Linked DNA regions of Zea mays: region 2 is linked to region 1. Evidence: chromatin contacts called from public Hi-C data. All regions are on one chromosome and are shown on one strand. Each heading gives the region's core, a stretch centred on a gene start, on an enhancer-like site or on the middle of the called end of the contact. The rest is flanking DNA. Distances are from core to core; before and after follow the strand shown. Region 1 has its middle 18 kb from the start of TRNAI-AAU. Region 2 holds the start of LOC100216850.

Region 1 (6,775 bases), core at 2,570-5,069:
TGGCGGCAGCTTCGGAGATCCCAAGAGTTCCCAGGATGCACGTACGTGCCCTAGAAGTTTCCAGCGAAAGCCTTGACCAGGTCGTCCCAGTTGGAGATCTGCGCAGGAGGCAGATGCTCCAGCCAGCCCGGGCGGCGTCGGAGAGGAATAGGGGGAGGTTGCGAATGATGAGGTTGTCATCGTCTGTCCCTCCCAGCTGGCAGGCCAGCCGGTAGTCCGCAAGCCACAACTCCGGCCTTGTTTCCCCCGAGTACTTGGTGATGGTAGTCGGGGCCCGGAACCGGGTCGGGAACGACGCCCGTCGTATGGCCCGACTGAAGGCTTGCGAACCTGGTGGTTCGGGTGAGGGGCTCCGATCCTCGTCGCTATCGTAGCGTCCCCCACGCCTGGGGTGGTAGCCTCGGCGCACCTTCTCGTCGAGGCGGGCTCGACGGTCGCGGCGGCGGTGCCCGTTGCCGAGGCGACCTGGGGCTGCAGGCGTCACGTCCCGCGTGCGCCTGGTGTGGACCGAGGCCTCCCGTATGAGTCGAGAAGTTGCTGCGCGATGCTCCGGGGGGAACCCTTGCCTTCGGGAGGCAGAGCTCTCGGCCCGTCGGACCGCAGCATCCTCCAGGAGATTCTTGAGTTCTCCTTGGATACGTCGCCCCTCGGTGGTGGATGGCTCGGGCATTGCTCGGAGTAGTACTGCCGCTGCAGCCAGATTCTGGCCGACCCCGCTGGAGGCCGGGGGCAGCCTTGCCCTGGCATCGTCAACGGTACGGCGCTGGACGTCCCGGGCCTGATGACGCGCTTCTCCGGCGAGTGCCCGGCCTGCCCACTCCTGCTCGATGTTTTGCCGGAGCTGCACAAGTTGCTCTGCTTCCTCATCGAGCTTGGCCTGCATCTCGCGGATTTGCTCGAGCTGTGTGTCCTGACCCCCCGCAGGGACTGGGACCACAGCTAGCTCCCGCAGGATGTCAACGCGAGAAGCAGGCCCAGGGGGATCGTCATCCTCCTGCATACCGAGGTGGTTGTCTTCGTCGTGACCCCCTAGATCGACGTGGAAACATTCACGACTTGGGCCACAACCTTCGTCGTCAAGGCTGTGGCCATCATCGGAGCAATCGGAGAGGCAGTAGTCACATGCGGTCATGAGGTCTCGCATGGCACTAGGATCGCGGAGCCCGGAGAAGTCCCAACCGGAGTCGGGACCGTCCTCTTCCTCGAAACCCGGAGTCCAGTAGGTTGAGACGGCCGTCACTCGGTCCCAAGATGACCACATATGGTACCCCGGAAGGTTAGGATATGCCTTTACGAAAGCGCTCACTGAAGCGGGGTCGCTTGGTGGATCGAAGCTGGATCTAAAAGGCACAGGGTGGAAAACGGACGGTACCTCTTAATCGATGGACGGTGACGAGGTCGCGTCGGGGACGGACCGCACTGTTATCTCAGGTACGAGGCTAACGCCCAGCAAGCCCTTCGCGAGCGTGTTGGCGTCATCTGTCCGCTTGGGGTTGGCACATTGCGGGGAAACGACATCCGTCGTTGTCTCAGGTGCGAGGACAGCGCCCGACATGTCCCCCGCTGGGGTGCCGGCGTCGCCGACGAGGTGCCGCCTCCTGCATGGCCACGGTTGCCCCGTCTCCTTCTCCTGCGGCGAGGAGAGTGGCGGGACAAACCCGGGTGTTGCTCTTCCGCCACGGGGGGAAGACGTCGTCGAGGTCGCCGCCGCCGGGTGAGCTGACGGCCGTCGCTGCCGCTGTCGCGCTGCGGGGGGAGGAGTACCATGTCGTAGCTGCTGTCGAGGGACATGAACTCGAGACTCCCGAAGCGGAGCACCGTCCCGGGCTGAAGAGGTTGCTGAAGACTACCCATCTGGAACTCAACGGGAAGTTGTTCGTTAACACGCAGCAGGCCCCTACCTGGCGTGCCAACTGTCGACGTTTCAACCCCGGGGGGTCCCTGGACCGACGAGTAAATTTGTCTCTGCGCGTCCCAGCCCAGATGGTTTGGCGCGAGATGGAACACAAGGGAAAACACGGCTCGTAATATCCCACGCCAAGGGGGTGTGCTCGTAGTAGGGGTTACAAGCGTTCGCGTGAGAGAGAGAGTGAGCCTGTTCGTTAGCTTCTTCTCCCGCGCGACCCTCCCGCATGAAGGCCCTGGACCTTCCTTTTATAGATGCAAAGAGAGGGTACAGGTGTACAATGGGGGTGTAGCTAGGCGCTAACGTGTCCGGCAGAGAGGTGCCTGGGCCCTGTGTACATGCCAACGTGGCTGTCGGAGAGGTGCTAGAGCCCTGTGTACGCGGTATCGTGGCCGTCGGAGAAGTGCTTGAGCCCTGTAGAAGCACAGCTGTCGGTGCTGCTGGGATCTTGCTGACATTTCCCTTCTTCCGTAGGGGGCTGAGAATCGCCGTCGTCATGGACGCACGTGGGGAACCATCATTACTTGTTACCGGGGCGAGCCAGATGGGACGCCGGTCTTGTTCCCCCGTAGCCTGAGCTAGCTAGGGGTAGGGTAATGATGTATCCCCGTGGTGCGGTCGGTCCGAGCCCGAGGTCGGGCGAGGCAGAGACTTCTCCTGAGGCCGAGCCCTGGGGTCGGGCGAGGCGGAGATCACCTTCCGAGGCCGAGGTTGAGGCTGAGCCCTGGGGTCGGGCGAGGCGGAGATCACCTTCCGAGGCCGGGGTTGAGGCCGAGCCCTAGGGTCGGGCGAGGCGGAGACCTCCTTCCGAGGCCGAGGCCTATGGTCGGGCGAGGCGGAGCTTCCTGTCGCGCCTGAGGCTGAACTTGGCTGTTGTCAGCCTCACCCTGGTGGGTGGCACAGCAGTCGGAGCGGAGCGAGCGGCGTTGTTTTCCTATCAGGTCGGTCAGCGAAAGGGTGAAGTGACTGCGGTCACTTCGACCATGCCGACTGAGGCACGCGTGTCAGGATAAGGTGTCAGGCGATCCTCGCATTGAATGCGCCTGCGATACGGTCGGTTGGAGAGGCGATTTGGCCAGGTTGCTTCTCGACGAAGCCTGCTCGAGTTGGGCCTCGGGCGTGCCGAGGATGTGCCCACTGCCTGAGGAGGCCCTCGGGCGAGATGTAGCTTCGTCCGAGGCTACAGTTCCCGCCCGAGGCTGAGCTCGGGCGAGGCGAGATCGCGCCCTTTGGGTAGACGAAGCCTTGACCTAAACCGCGCCCATCAGTCTCTGCAGCTTGTACTGATGGTGGTTACCAGCCGTGTTTAGGAGTGTTGGGGGTACCCTTAATTACGGTACCCGACAATACATGTCCTTAGTTTCTTTAGTTTTAATTATTCACTGTTGATTAAGAGTTGATTACGAGGTGTTTGGTTTATATGAACTAATTTTTAGTCCCTTTTATTTTTTAAATTATCAAACACAAGATAATACATCATTTACCCTGTATTTAACAAATTATAGATTAAAAAAGACTAAAATAAAGTGTTTAAAAATTAGTCCCTAAAAATCTAACACTACATTGAATTCTCGATCTCCCAGGATAAAAGGGTCTGTTGCGGGGATTCTATGCGCAGGCGGCGTGTGCTGAGTAAGAACAGACACTTAAAAATAGGAAATAAGAAAAAAAATCTATCGTCAAATGTAGAGAATCCATTGCTGAAATTAAGGGTTAAATATTGAAATTTCTCGCTCGTCTCGACCGACGCCGACGCAGACGCGATCCGGATCGGGAACAATCAAGTAGTAGCTGGCCTATATACCTGCTGCTGATGCATGCAGCTGCGCATCGGAGGCCCCAAAGGGGAAGGGGTCGAGATCGAGATGCCGATTGGGCGGCCCTGGCAACCAGCGAGGAACGGCAAGCACGGGCCCACCTCGACATCTAGTTTCCGCCTCCGACGATGTCCTTGTCCTCGTCCAGTCGTCCCCCTTGTTCAAGACCTGCCGGAGCTGGACATCGATCGCTCTTGCGCTCGGCTGATTCCTCCGAGACGCCACGTCCCTGTTATACCGCTGCTGTAAGCAAATCACTCTAGTGTTCTTCCTACAACAAATTAATAACGGCGTACTAAGATTAGCAGTGGGTTATTATTATCTGTTTGCTCTAACAAGCCTGATGGTGAGCTGGTTTATTACCATACTTGACTGGAAGGGTTTTAAAAAAAAGTGTTCGCTTAGTTCGCCTAGAAATGCATGACGCGGACTGATAAAAAAGTGAGGACGAAACGAAGGGCGATAAAGGTGCAGCTATAAACCGGATGCAAATAAAAAGTGAGCCGCTATTCCCGGCCGATAGTTGATTATATATATGCTTAGATGAAATCGACTAGATATACCCCAGCAGTACAAAACATACTTCGTAACCTATGTATACGTACTAGGTGAATGTCTGCGTTCTAGTAATTAGCTGTGTGTTAGCCTTAATGTGTAAAACAGAATCACACGTCAGTTTTCTTACCAAAGATTCTACGATAAATACTCTTTTCTGTCTCAATTTAAAATTCGTTTTAGATAATTAATAGATCCATATGACCTTTAATGTATAAGTTTTATACATGTATCTAGATTGATCATTATCCAATTAAATATATATTTAAAAATTAAGTACTGAAACGAATACTATTTTGAAACGGAGCCACTAAGTTGTAAATGAGGAGCCATGCCAGCAAGTAACATGTGGTATCAGTAGCCATTTCGCTCTTCCAGTAGAAGCTCCATTCATTGATCGTGAGTTCCTTTCACTAGGAAACTCACTGATTCTGCTTCTCTTTCATAACTCTGTTGATCAAAAGAAAAGACTAATAACTCATCTTTCTAAAAAGCTAAAGATTTGGATGAGGATGACTACCCTAGTACCCTGTGCTTGATATACCGAAAAATGATGCACCATGCAATATGATACAAATAAAAGAAGAAACATAAAATGGAGATAGGATTAGAGTGCAGACAAGAGGGGGCAGCCATATGCTCCTCTTACTAAAAAAAGGTTGCAATAGCGAACTTGGCAAGAATGGCCCAGTATATTGCCTCCACCATTTCCTTCCAACCCTCAAACATAGAATCAAGCCAAAAAAAATCAAAGCGCACAAGAGTCCACATGAATATTTCATCTCTATAAAAAATAATGAAAGGTCATCTACGCGGTGAACTATTATTCCTAACTATACAAGAGGAATGGAAGGGGTCGGCCACAATTTCTATAGTGTTTAAATGAGAGTCATGTGGATGTGAGATAAACACCGGAGTAAATTTTGATGGCGGCGTAATCCCAAAAAATCGAGGGGACGATATCACCCCGTGTCATTTTACTTTAACATTGTCGGCGTTTCGAGACCGGGGGGTCCCTAAGCCGACGAGTGAATGTCGCTGCGTGCCCCAGCCCAGATGGGTCGAGCGCGTGGGCGAGCGCGAAGGGGGGAAGCGAAGGTGGCCGGAGACGGGCGTGAGAGAGGTGGAAATCCCGCGGCCTTCGTGTTCGTCCCGCGCCCAGGTCGGGTGCGCTTGCAGTAGGGGGTTACAAGCGTCCACGCGGGTGAGGGAAGCGAGCGGCCCCAAGAGAGCGCATGTCCCGTCCTCGTCCCCGCGCGGCCAACCCTCTCTAAGAGGGCCCTGGTCCTTCCTTTTATAGGCGTAAGGAGTGGATCCAGGTGTACAATGGGGGTGTAGCAGAGTGCTACGTGTCTAGCGGGGGAGAGCTAGCGCCCTAAGTACATGCCGATGTGGCAGCCGGAGAGATCTTGGCACCCAGCTGGTGTGATGTCGTGGCCGTCGGAGGAGCGACGGAGCCTGGCGGAGGGACAGCTGTCGGAGCGGTTGAGTCCTTGCTGACGTCCTCCTGCTTCCGTAAGAGAGCTGAGAGCCACCGTCGTCACAGAGCTTGCGGGGCGCCATCATTGCCTATCTGGCGGAGCTAGCCAGATGGGACACCGGTCTTGTTCCCTGCGGCCCGAGTCAGCTCGGGGTAGGGTGATGATGGCGCTTCCTGTTGACGTGGCTGGCCTGCGCCCTAGGTTGGGCGTCGTGGAGGCTCCTCCGAAGCCGAGGTCGAGTTTGTCTTCCATGGCCGAGGCCGAGTCCGAGCCCCTGGGTCGGGCGAGGCGGAGGTCGTTCGGTAGAGGCCAGAGTGGAGTCCGAGCCCTGGGGTCGGGCGAAGCGGAGTTCGTCGTCTTCTGGGACCGAGCCCGAGTCCGAGCCCTAGGGTCGGGCGGAGCGGAGTTCGCCGTCTTCTGGGGCTGAGCCTGAGTCCGAGCCCTGGGTCGGGAGAAGCGGAGTTCGCTGTCTTCCGGGACTTAGCCCGAGTCCGAGCCCTGGGGTCGGGCGGAGCGGAGTTCGCCGTCTTCCAGGACTTAGCCCGAGTCCAAGCCCTGGGGTCGGGCGGAGCGGAGTTCGCCGTCTTCCGGGACTTAGCCCGAGTCCGAGCCCTGGGGTCGGGCGGAGCGGAGTTCGCCGTCTTCCGGGACTTAGCCCGAGTCCGAGCCCTGGGGTCGGGCGGAGCGGAGCTTCCTATGGTGCCTTTGGCGGACCTGACTGCCTGTCGGTCTCACTCTGTCAAGTGGCACTGCAGTCGGAGTGGCGCAGGCGGCGCTGTCCTTCTGTCAGGCCGGTCAGTGAAGCGGCGAAGTGACGGCGGTCACTTTGGCTCTGCCGGGCGGCGTGCATCAGGATAAAGGTGTCAGGCCACCTTCGCGTTAAATGCTCCTGCGATTCGGTCGGTCGGTGCGGCGATTTAGTCAGGGTTGCTTCTTAGCGAAGGCAGGGCCTCGGGCGAGCCGGAGATGTGTCCGCCGTTGGAGGGGGGCCTCGGGCGAGACGGAAATCCTCCGGG
Region 2 (6,775 bases), core at 2,560-5,059, 79 kb before region 1:
TCCCTCCGCTGCTGCCCCTCCTCCTCCGGCCGGTCCATGTCCATTCGGTCCCTGCTTTGGATGTGCTGCTTTGGAGGCTACCGTAGGCCGCACTCGCGGTTGCGGCACAAGAGGCCAAGCAGGAGAAGAGTACCTGTGGTGCCCCGCCCCCCTGGGGGGGCCTTGCTCCGTTGGTCTTGCTTACATTTATGGGATCGTATCCAGTGCACAAGGGCCACGCCGTGCACAAATGCACAAAACGAAATCTGGCCGTCCATTTTCCATCCAACGACATGACGGCGCGGGGGGTTTTTCACAAAACAGACTCGGCAAGCTACGGAGGCTGCGGGAGGGTTCATCTGCATATTTACGACGGCCGTTGGATGGAAAATGGACGGCCAGATTTCGTTTTGTGCATTTGTGCACGACGTGGCCCTTGTGCACTGGATACGATCCCTACATTTATATGCCCGGTCTCTGTGTTATTTCCTTGAGGAAACCGATATGTCCTGAAAAGTTTTAAGCCTTCTGATCTGTATTTTTTTTATTATTGAAGCGAATTAGATTGGTCTCGGAGCGAAATTATGGTTGACCGATGCGGCCGAGGCAGATTTTCGTGAAACGGCACGGATTATGATACAATTGTTCGCCCAGCTTCGACTACTAGTGCATCGGCAATAATAATACAGAGGCACGTAATAACAAATTCGGCGGCGTCACCAATCACGTCAAAAATGAATCCCTCGTCGTCAGTAACCACGTCGAAAACAGATTCCTCGTCCCGTTCTTTTTTTTTCGCGGTCTTCGAAATTGCCAACGAAACACGCCTGCACATCTGACTGTTTTTTTTTATGAACTCATGTTCGTTCGTAATTCGTATGGGGCAAACAGACTTGGCATTCCAGGTTACCGAATTTTTTACATTTTAGCCCTTTTATAGGAAAAAAATCACGTTTAGACCTTAAAAAATTTTAATAGCAATTTTGGACCCTTTGCTCGGCGCCATAGGCTATGGCGCCGAGGTAACACAGCTCGGCGCCACAGATCTTGGCGCGAGGTACGTGCTACGCTGGCACACCTGGCCGACGTGGCACCGAGCTCGGCGCCACAGATCTTGGCGCCGAGCTCGGTTGTGTTTTAACAGTTTTGTTGGAAAGCTGTAAGCATAAGGCTTGTCTAGCCCAGTTGGTAGAGCACAATGCTTTTCACCTTGAGGTCCTGAGTTCAAGCCCATAGTTTGCATTTCAATATTCTTGTCTTTATCATTGATTTGTTTTTTTTTGTTTATGTCGCTGATGTGTCCATACAAATTTATTTTTAGGTACCATGATCCTCGTTTTTTTGGGTAAATTAAAATGCGAGCAGTATAAGCATGACACTTAAACCTCTCGATTCGCAGCGAGCATGGCTAGTATTTTTCTTTTTTCTTCCAAGTAAATACCTTTTCCCGTATATTGTCCCATTTTGGTGTCCTTTAAGTCCGATAGAGCAAGGACACCTGTGTCTTGATACGTAGATTAAAGACAATGTCGTCAAGCAGAGAGAGGCTTTAAGATTCGTGCGTACGATGCCACGATGGTGGCCGGCAATGGAGCGTGTAGCCACCATGGTCGTGTGCAGTGTGCTCCACTGAGCCGGCTGGGTCCTTCACTCGCCGCTTTTACTATAGTATAGGAACCAACAACCGGATCGCGTACTTGTTAATTAGTCCACCGATACTCTGACGTATTTTCCGCCTGACACGTATACATATAGCTAGCTAGCTTGTGTTACGTACGTACAATGGTCAATGGATGAAAATGGACTCTGGCCGGAGTGCACAGTCGAGACTCGAGACTAGTACTGAATTCACTTGCAAGTCAAAGGTTACAGCTATATACATACTTTATTACAACGAGGCCAGGTTGCAACAGTATTTTTATTTTGTACCCTGACCATGTAAATCGAGAGGTTTAAGTGTCCTGCTTATACTGCTCGCGTTTTAATTTACCAAAAAAAAACGAGGATCATGGTACCCAAAAATAAATTTGTATGGACACATTAGCGACATAAAAAATACAAATCAATGATAAAGACAAAAATATTGAAATGCAAACTATGGGGCTTGAACTCAGGACCTCAAGGTGAAGAGCCTTGTGCTCTACCAACTGAGCTAGACAAGCCTTATACTTACAACTTTCCAACAAAACTGTTAAAACACAACCGAGCTCGGCGCCAAGATCTGTGGCGCCGAGCTCGATGCCACGTCGGCCAGGTGTGCCAGGTGTGCCAGCGTAGCACGTACCTCGGCGCCAAGATCTGTGGCGCCGAGCAAAGGGTCTAAAATTGCTATTAAAATTTTTTAGGGTCTAAACGTGATTTTTTTCCTACAAAAGGGCTAAAATGTAAAAAATTCGGTCCAGTTACTCATCAACGTACGTGTCGATGTCTGCGTGACTAGGCTGGCCGGGCTCCTACTACCTTATGCTTACTGCTCACTAAGTAGCTCGTATAGGATGTACTCTTGGTATCTCCACAGCGGCGACAGGGCTAAGATGTGGAAAAACTTGCGAGTTCACGGGATTTTTTTATAGCTTGCACGTCCGTCCCATAATCTAGTGTTGTTCTTGCTGCTGCTGCTTGAGAAAGTAAAATGTTTTAGATTCTGGCCATATGTATAAATAATTAGTATTGTTAGATGGGTTGTGAAGTAGTATGTTTCTAGAATAAATTTATTTATAGATATAAATATTGTCATTGTTCTTTTATAGATCTAGTTAAATATTTAAAAAAGTTCGATGAATCTAAATTCTGTAACAATATTTATTTTCGGATGGAGCCCAGTGCTGTCTAGAGATCAGAAGTTCACTGTCCATCGCTGAGATTTGGCGGGACCGTTTGTCTATCAGGAGGCAGTTACGTGCAGGTTTCCACTCAAATTGCAGAAGCCCTGATCGATCGACTAGTAGTAGCTGTAGCTGGGTCACGCAAGTATTAACATCTCGTACCGTGACGAATTTCCTCGCACCGGCCTCTTGCACACGGTCAGCACTCGATGAGCCCCTTCTATCTGTCGAAAAGACGCGGTGATTGATCCCACTCCTGGTCACTGGTCACTTAGGGAGTGTTTGGTTACTCCTGCTAAAGTTTAGCCCGGGTCACATCAAGCGTTTAACTTTTAAATAGGAGTATAAAATATAGACCCAACCAACTGGACTAGATTCGTCTCGTCTTTTAATCTTCGGCTGACAAATTAGTTTTATAATCCGACTACATTTAATACCCGGAACGGAGGTTCAAACATTCGATGAAACAGGGACTCAATCAGTGGTGACTACTAGTGCCGAGAACGAGAAGCAAGCAGGCCTGCCGGGCCGTGGCATTTGACCCGGCGTAGCGTGGGAATTCGCCCGCACATGACACGCAGAACAGAACAACCGAACCGCACGCTGCCTGCCTCTCGATCGGTCACGGGCGGGCGCGTTTCGTTCGATGTATTTAAGTGGAGAGAGAGAAAAAATCATATAAGACCTTATTCGGTTATTCCAATACATAAGGATTGGATGAGATTGGAAAAAATTAAGAAAAAGTTTAACTTGTTTGGTATTCAAAATCATCAAATCCCATTCGATCCAAATGGATCGAGAGCTAACCGAACATGCCCTAAATAAAAACAGGCTTTGAGATAATTCAGAACAATTTTTTAGGAGAAAAATAACTCAGATACGGAGTACTACCATCTATTTTAACCTTTTCGCGCATAAAAAAGACAAGCGGTCGATGGATAGATCTATTGACCGCGTGATTTATTTAAGACGGGGCAGGCCCCAGACCAAGGGCCATGTCTCTAGTCTCGGCCCAGGTGGCCCAAGAGAGCACCTGTGTAATTCCTTCGGCCGAAACAGAGCAACAGCGCAAAGCTGCCCGAGAGCTGCAAAAGGAAATTAAATACTAGTTAGAAGGAGGCTAGACAGTGTTGATTGGTTCGTTCGTTGCTGTTTTAAGACTGGATATCTAATTGGCTCTGGTCTGCCGATACGATGGCCCGGAGGCATCTGGGTTTTTTTTTTGACCGTTATGAAACAAAGTTACTAAGAGCATCTCCAAGAGATCTCTTAAAATCTTCCCTAACTTGAAATTAAAGGGAAAAAGAAAAAAACAAGCCTCCAACAGCTCTCCTAAGGCTGCGTTCGTTTTTGCCTGAACGGCCTGTTCCGGGTCTCATTCTAGGCGGAACCAATCAGCCTGGTTTAGAATCTGATGTAGTTTATTAGAGCTGTTCGTTTGTCTTGGACCAGAATCAAAGTCGTCTGGTTTTAACTCCTTCGCTTCAATTTTTAGCCTAGAATAAAGCCAGGTGACCAACTATCCGGATTAATTCCTATGCTGAAAGTGGGCTGCCGACCCGGAATAAGTGACAGCCTAGGATCCACTCAATCTTGGGCTGGTTTGGTTCCTGGCTTGGCTTCAACCCTAGCCTGCCGAACAGAGCCTAAACCTTTTCCATTTTTTCACAACCCCAAAATTTTTCTAATTTGTAGCTACAAAGAGGAATGTTTTGGTTCCCCCAAAAAATTTCTAGCCCACATCCAACGTCTCCCATTGGCTCATCCAACCTTTTGTTCCGACTCCTTTTGTACCACCCACGCCGCACAACATGCATGCAATATGTTTTAGGTGTACTGTTGGAGGAAACAAAAAAAAATACACTTCCAATAAGCTTTAGGTTGCTCTCAAAACTACATTTTAGGCGTGATTTTATGGTAGTCTTTTGGAGATGCTTTAAGGGCTAGTTTGAAAACATTATTTTTTCAAGAGATTCCGATTTTACCAAGTAAAATAAACTAATTTTCCTTAAAACAATGAAAATCATTTGGAAAAATGGGGTTTCTAAACTAGCCCTAAATAGTTATCACAGACCATTAGACCGACGTGGTGAATAGTACGTGTCGTCATGTGAGAGACTACGGCAATGCATGCAGGACCGGCATTTCTATGTGTGGGACGTTGCATTGATCCGATCCAATCCAACGGCCTGCTGCTATATGTAGCAGATATACAAGCATGCATTATAGATTTATGTAGTGCTAACAGTCGTACGTAGACGTAGGATCGAGCACGCGGTTTCACCGGCCAAAAGCTAAGGTAGTGTTTGGTTGAGGAGCCAAGTAGAACGGAGCCGTTCCATCCCTGATTCTAGGAACGGAGCCGCTCTGTTCTGTGTTTGGTAATCTGGAACGGAGCGGTTCTGTTTTTTGTTTGGTTGCAGAGTGAACGGAATGGAGCGTGACTGTGAGAGCAGGATTGGAACGGAGCGGCTCCGTTCCATTGATTTTTTGGAGCGGAATGGTTCCGGATCTGAGGAGAATATTCCCTAAATGGAGCCATTCCGTTCTAGTTACTTTGTAACCAAACAACAACAAAACTGGAACAGAACGATTCCGTTCTACTTGGCTCTCCAACCAAACACTACCTAAAATATGGCTGCCGCCAGCGCCATGTACGATTGGGGCCGTGGACGGCTATAGGCGCCACTAAAATAATACCTTATCAGACTAGCCGATGCAATGCGACGTCGCATTGTAACCATCTCCAGCGCATATGGATCATCGCGTCCCTCCGTACGTATGGCGTTCGGGTACGGTATAGTACGTCGTACCCTATAACAACCAAGTAGTACCTGGCCTATATACTCCACGTCTCCACCTGCTGCTGATGCATGCAGCTGCCTGCGCATCGGAGGCCCCAAAGGGGAAGGGGTCGGGATCGAGATTCCGATTGGCCGGCCTTGGCGCCCAGCGAGGAAAGGCAAGCACGGGCCCACCTCAGCAATCTAGTTTCCGCCTCCGCCGACGATGTCCTTGTCCTCGTCCCCCTTGTTCAGGACCTGCCGGAGCTGGACATCGATCGCTCTTGGCCTCTTGCGCTTAGATATCTACTCCAATTCGACTCTCTGGGCGCGGCTGGTTCCGATCCTTCGAGACGCCACGTCCCTGTTACCGCTTAACTAGGTAGCTAGCCGCATGCTGCTGTAATTACAGCAAGTCCACATCCTGATTCCCTGCTAGTATAGTACAACTAAGGCCCCGTTTCAATCTCACGGGATAAACTTTAGCTACCTGCTAAACTTTAGCTATATGAATTGAAGTGCTAAAATTTAGCTTTAATTATCACCATTAGCTCTCCTGTTTAGATTATGGCCCCGTTTCAATCTCACGGGATAAACTTTAGCTTCCGGCTAAACTTTAGCTATATGAATTGAAGTGCTAAAGTTTAGTTTTAATTATCACCATTAGCTCTCATGTTTAGATTACAAATGGCTAAAAGTGGCTAAAAAAAAGCTGCTAAAGTTTATCTCACGGGATTGAAACAGGGCCTATAAATGGCTAAAAGTAGCTAAAAAAAGCTGCTAAAGTTTATCTCGCGACATTGAAACAGGGCCTAAGATTAGCAGTTGGGATTGTTATTATCTGTTTATTTACTCTAAGGCCCCGTTTCAATCTCATGGGATAAACTTTAGCTTCCTGCTAAACTTTAGCTATATGAATTGAAGTGCTAAAGTTTAACTTCAATTACCCCCATTAGCTCTCCTGTTTAGATTACAAATGGCTAAAAGTAGCTAAAAAAAAGCTGCTAAAGTTTATCTCGCGAGATTGAAACAGGGCCTAACAAGCCTGATGGTGGTGAGCAGTGAGCTGGTTTACCATACTTGACTGGAAGGGTTAAAAAAAAGAAGGGTGCTCGCTCGCTTCGTTTGCCTAGAAATGCATGATGATGCGGACTGATAAACTTAGGACGAAACGGAAGGCGATGGCGC

What was found. A called contact is a pair of places that touch in the nucleus more often than the background predicts.
Region 2: a Hi-C map of leaf shows a contact between it and region 1, with 8 times the contacts expected there. The contact joins two enhancer-like sites. A contact is called at or near these places in 5 of 25 Hi-C or Micro-C datasets (bundle sheath, ear and leaf).

The regions. Positions count from the first base shown.
Region 1 is chr1:95,611,710-95,618,484 of Zm-B73-REFERENCE-NAM-5.0, reverse strand. No RefSeq gene overlaps it. Among protein-coding and RNA genes, the nearest start is that of TRNAI-AAU, 18 kb to the right of the region's middle. Within about 2 kb of position 3,819, at least 9 of the 20 cell types and tissues checked have an H3K27ac peak or open chromatin away from gene starts, as enhancers often do. A contact at or near this core is called in leaf, where this site is marked.
Region 2 is chr1:95,690,730-95,697,504 of Zm-B73-REFERENCE-NAM-5.0, reverse strand. It overlaps LOC100216850, which reads right to left and starts at 123. Exons shown (of 5, transcript NM_001143242.1): 1 at 1-123. The coding sequence starts at 44. Within about 2 kb of position 3,809, at least 16 of the 20 cell types and tissues checked have an H3K27ac peak or open chromatin away from gene starts, as enhancers often do. A contact at or near this core is called in leaf, where this site is marked.